Linked DNA regions of Triticum aestivum: region 2 is linked to region 1. A link is a contact called in public Hi-C data. All regions are on one chromosome and are shown on one strand. The core of a region is the stretch at or near the end of the contact, and the rest is flanking DNA. Distances in the headings are between cores, read along the strand shown. Region 1 holds the start of LOC123090984 (calcium-transporting ATPase 3, endoplasmic reticulum-type). Region 2 holds the start of LOC123090985 (glycosyltransferase BC10).

Region 1 (2,700 bases), core at 148-2,647:
AAAATAATCTGGCGAGCAATAATAAAATGAGGAATAACTCCTGGAAATTCCTCGCGGTGGTGACAGTCATAGCGGCATCGTGAAGCAGCGGGTGGCGTCGGCGGCGACCGCAACATCTCTGAGCGGTAGGTGGCGGCAGCGGTCCTGGGCCAGCGCTTGGGCGGAGATGCTCCGCATAACCGGCGTCTGGAACCGCTCCATTCAGCCGTGCTCGAGCTTCTCTGTCGTTCCACATGACGGAGGCGGCGGCCGTGGTGTCGCAGAGCAATGGGTGGCGGCGGCGTCCCAGGTCCTACGCGCGAGCGGACATGCTATTTAAGAGGTTTTTTTCGTGAGATGTTATTTAAGACGGTCTATGTTTCTAAAGGAAAAGATTTTATTCTTTTCTATACAAGAATTTGCACCTTCATCGAGTTTATTTTTCACTTTAGTTAGTTGTGAGTGGTATCGCTTAAGTTTTCTTTCAACTAATTGATTGACATCGAAGAAAGGCCATCATGTCTCTCTTGCATTATTTATGAGATTACATCGAAGAAAGAGGCTCATGGACCCAATATGATGTTTCTTGTAATTAAAACAAAATACATCTAATTCTTAGATCATATGATTTGCTTCTCTTTTGGAATTGCTTTAATTTGGCCTTCCCATTAGATCGTCAAAACTTAAGCATGCTAGGGAATCATAGTGGTCAATGAAAATGTGAGAGATGGGAGAGGAGAATCACAGTGGTCAACGAAAACGAGAGATATGGGAGAGGAACTTTAGCGCTTTGTGACCTGCTCGTGGCATTTCTCGCCTTTTGCCCGTAGTAACACACGACCATTTTTTGCCGGTGTTGACACATGGTGAAGGTGGGGTGGGCATTATTCGGATTTATAGAAGAGGGCCACAACGAAAAATGTCCTGCTATGGCAGAAAGCTGAGCAGGAAAAGGAGAGTCCGACACGAAAACGAAAGAGTGCATGGTGGGATGGAGTTTTATGTAGGGCCCATGTGATCTGGATTTGGGGAAGTCCAGATTGTGGAGACAGTTGAACTTTGAAGAGCATGCTGGACACACGTACATGTCCGGACATACGAGGGTGAAATGAGTTTCAACCTTGAAGATGACCTTAACTATTTATTTAGTTCATTTACCTGCATTGCAGCCTGTGAAATTCCAAACACGCGGACGCATATTGTTATTATTATTGACATTTTTTTTTCCTTTTTTGGGTCATCCCCCCCCCCCCCCCCCCCCCCCCTCTTCATTTCGACACGTTTTGGCTAGCGAGAAGGCGAAGCAAAGCTAGGCTAAAAAGTGTGCATCACTTGTCTCGCACTTCACTTCCTCATGGCCCACGTGTTCCAGCGGCCGATCCGGAGCAGAGATCCCACGGCCACCTGTCCTCTGACCAGCAAATCACACCGTTGCTACCAATAAAACACCCAAATCCAAAACCCGAGCTGAGAAAATCCGGCCGCTTCTCCCTGGCCGCGCCGCCGCGATCACTCCCTCCCCTCCGCCCCCTCCCCCTCCCACCCGTCGGCGCCGCCGACCATGGAGGACGCCTACGCCAAGTCCGCCGCGGAGGTAAGCCCCCGCCGCCACATCTCGGCCCCGTCTCGCGCCATCGCTTGACCTTCCCTCCTTTCGCCGCCGCCGCCGCCTCTCACGGATCTGGTCGCCGCCCTTCCTCGCAGGTGCTCCAAGCGTTCGGCGTGGACCGGACCAAGGGCCTCTCCGACTCGCAGGTGCTGCTCCGAGCCGTCCGCGCTGTGGTTTTTGGTCTGGGTTACGGGGAATGGGGGGCTGATTTGGTTTTTGGCTTGTGTGGGCAGGTGGAGCAGCATGCCTTGCTTCACGGCAAAAACGGTGAGGAACTTCGTGCTGTCCAATGCTTTTTCATTTGCTTATTGTCGCCGAACTGCTTGTGTTAAAGTAACAAATGGAGAGAAGGATATGGGGTTTTGCTGAGTGAGGAAGTTTTTCAGACGAGGGATTGTTTGATTCCTGTGCACCAACCTCGAAATGTATTCTATCCAAATTCATCAGAATAGGGCTTTTTATTTCGCACACGGCGGCTATCTATAGTTCTATATTTTGTCAGCATTGATATGCCCTCTGCTTTGGTGGTTAAGTCCTAGCCACTAGAACCATCTAAAACCAGAGCATTTCTAAATGAGGAGATGTGCTTTGCATGAATGTGCTTGGTGACTTTTTTGTAATACTAATAACGGGGAACGGCCTCACACCCTTATAACTTGCTGAGGTTATCCGACAAAAAACATTTTGTCACGGATGTAATGCCATAACCCGCACGTATCGACTTTTGTAATCCCTGAATGAAATTTGGAAGTCACCGTGATGCTGATTTAACTGAATTGATACAGCTTTCATACTTTGGATGTAGTTCAGATCCCTACCATTTTCTCAGTAAAATTTGAAAGCTTCAGTCGAGACCCCTGCACAATTTTGAGGGCAGACATATTTATGTTGTCATCTAATTTTGCATTGCGGTATTCATACATTTTGATTCTTGTTATCATTATTGTGGCCTCTAACTGATTGCTGCACTTTGCTTTCGTGCATGGATGATCTGCAGTGCTGCCCCAAGAAGAAAGTAAGCTATCAGTTCTAACTTCTAATGTTCATTTTACATGTGGCAACACATTTCATATTGCCTGTTACACCTTTTCTCCAAAGTGTTTGCCGTCAGA
Region 2 (2,700 bases), core at 120-2,619, 240 kb before region 1:
ACCGTAATCCAGACCTATCAGGGCTATCAATCAACACCATACACCGACTAAACTTTCCGAGTTTTCGTTATAATGGTGGTCCATACTCACGAAGGTACCTCGCTGTACCTACATTTTCTCCTTAAATGCAAAAATGCACAGTTCTTTTGTATATTTAAAAAACAAATGTAACAAAGGAAGTTCAGAAATTTTCACTGTCAACAACTGTTTTAATCACCCAAGCTGGCAGGCGACATGTGAATTGATCATAGGTTCCTTACTGTAGTAACTAGTAAGTAGAACCACAGCTCAGTGTAATGGCTGAAACGTTGGGATTCAGTTACAAGTCTGTCATAGTATCACATATGAAGTCGTGGAGTAACACTACAGTACAGTACAGCTCAATGTGGTACAATCTTGGCAGTTGGCACTACGATTGAATATGGTTTGCTGTTGGTATCACTGGATCAGCATGAGTAGGCAGGCCACCTATCACACTGGAACGGTGTCTTGCTAAGTTGAGTATGCGATCACACTACTGGTCTACTACGGCATGAGGAGGCGAGGTCGAGCACGCGAGAGGGGAGCTAACTAACCTTACTGGGGATTTGCCGGTGGTAGAAGACGGAGTCTTTGGTGAAGTTGGCGCGGTAGGAGGGCAGGGCGTGGACGTAGACGGAGTAGCGGCCCTCGTGTCCCCGGAAGAAGCGCTCCCAGAGCGGCGCGAGCGGGAGCGGGCCGCGCGTGAGGAACATGAAGGCGACCTTGGGCACGCGGCGGAACGGGTAGGGGCGGACCCGCGGCGCGAAGGACGCGCGCCAGAGCAGCTCCTCGTCCGTCATCGCGTGGCGCGCGCGCGAGGGGGCGCGGGTCCAGCGCTCGAGCCCCTCCAGCGGCTGCTCCTCCCCCGCGCCGGCGGAGGCCCCGAGGCAGGGGCGGAAGATGGCCGGCGCGGCGGCCGCCAGCGTGTGGCGCGCCATGTACATGCCGGCCGCGGAGAGGCCGACGCCGAGCAGCAGGAAGCCGAGGAAGACCTTGAGCATCCCGGTGGGGAACACCCTCCCGCCGCCCTGCCCCGGCGCCCCCAGCCTCGCCTCCTTCATGTCCTCCATGGACGCCACCCGCGCCTGCATCGCGCCCGCCGGCCGGCTCGCGGCTGGTGGTGGTGCTGCTGCTGCTACCGGGAGCTAGGTGATGGAATCTGGCAGATTTGAGGCCGCGCGTGGCATGCTCCGGGCACGAGGCCGGGTCAGGGGCGCGCCGAATCGAGGGGCAACACGTAGGTTGGATGGGGGGCTAGATCTGGGGAGGGGCGGGCGGTGGTTGGTGCGGCGCGGACTTCGATTCGGCAGAGCGGCTGGTGGCGGTGGGGGACGGCGGTGGGGGGGTGGGGTGGGGGTTCTGGAGGGTGGAGGCCGCCTAGCCTAGGGGACGAGTAACGTCTCACGGGTGCGCTACTCAGTAACGGAGGAGGGAGCTGCGGCTGGGTGGACTGGGTCTACGGGAGCTGCGAAGGCGGGGAGAGGATTCTGTGCTCTATGGTACGGAGAGCGGTGCTTGAAGACCGGGTTCGTCGAGGTCTCGGGTTTGGCAGAGGACGGGAGAGATCTTTGTGTCTCGTGAAGTCGTGCGTGCTGGTCTCGTGGAGTCGTGACGACGTGTTGCCGTGGTTTCCGGTGGATCGCGTGAAATGCCCAATCCCGAGAGCGATGTTTGTACCACTACTCCTATCGGAACCGGAATTTCCTAACAACATCCAAGAAATATGGTCTCATGCGTCTCTAGAAATGCTCATTAGGGCATGAACCATGGAGGCGTCATGTTGGTGCTGCCTCACGCCCATCCAGGTAGATGAGGTTGCCAGTGAGATCTACATGCATCAAGATAGACAATAGTACTTTATCAATGACTATCTTTTCCTCCCCCCTCACTCTTCTGTTCATGCATTTTTCACCATCTTTCACCGGTTCATTATTTCTTTCTTTTTTTTCTCTCTCTTCTCTTTTCCTCATTTCTTCAATTTTTTGTAGGGAAGAGACCGGTTAACTTGCAAGAGGTAGCTTTCTTCTAAAAACAACTTAGTTAACCTCATTTGGATCCACCCGCAAAAAAAACTCGTTTGGATCACTGTGGATGATGCGATAATTGGGGCAGTTGTCCAGCGTGAAGCATTGGCCATGTCGAGTATTTACAACGGGAGTTGTCTAATTTGTCTCCCTATACGCATGTGACGCGTCTGGGCGTGTCGGCTGGAAGTGACCGGGCATACCCATTTGTATCACCCCACAACCACACCCCCGCCTTTCGGGTTAACTAATGCACCTCGCACTTTCATGAGATTAATGAATAAAGTTTTACGTGCCTTTGTTAAACGGTTTGTGATAGCCTATTTTGATGACATACTGATTTATAGCAAATCTTTGAAGGAACACTTGGATCATTTACGTGATGTTTTTATTGCTCGACGCGATGCACATTTGTTTGGTAAGCTTGGAAAGTGCACCTTTTGCACCGACTGAATACTGGCATGGCTCACGGAAAATTGAAGTTGATAAAGCCAAGATCGAAGCGATTAGCGATTGAGAATTGGCCGCAACACAAAACGGTCACATAAGTGTGGAGTTTTCTTGGACTCGTTGGATTTTATAGGCTTTTTGTGAAAGATTTCAGCATCATTGTTGCACCTCTCAATGAGTTTAGAAAAAAAAGATACTCATTTGT

What was found. A called contact is a pair of places that touch in the nucleus more often than the background predicts.
Region 2: a Hi-C map of leaf shows a contact between it and region 1, with 6 times the contacts expected there. The contact joins the promoter of LOC123090985 here to the promoter of LOC123090984 in region 1. A contact is called at or near these places in 3 of 5 Hi-C or Micro-C datasets (all in leaf).

Annotation. Positions count from the first base shown.
Region 1 is chr4B:56,745,910-56,748,609 of IWGSC CS RefSeq v2.1, reverse strand. It overlaps LOC123090984 (calcium-transporting ATPase 3, endoplasmic reticulum-type), which reads left to right and starts at 1,397. Exons shown (of 34, transcript XM_044512377.1): 1 at 1,397-1,573; 2 at 1,684-1,734; 3 at 1,822-1,855; 4 at 2,586-2,603. The coding sequence starts at 1,541.
Region 2 is chr4B:56,986,709-56,989,408 of IWGSC CS RefSeq v2.1, reverse strand. It overlaps LOC123090985 (glycosyltransferase BC10), which reads right to left and starts at 1,369. Exons shown (of 2, transcript XM_044512378.1): 1 at 576-1,369. The coding sequence starts at 1,112.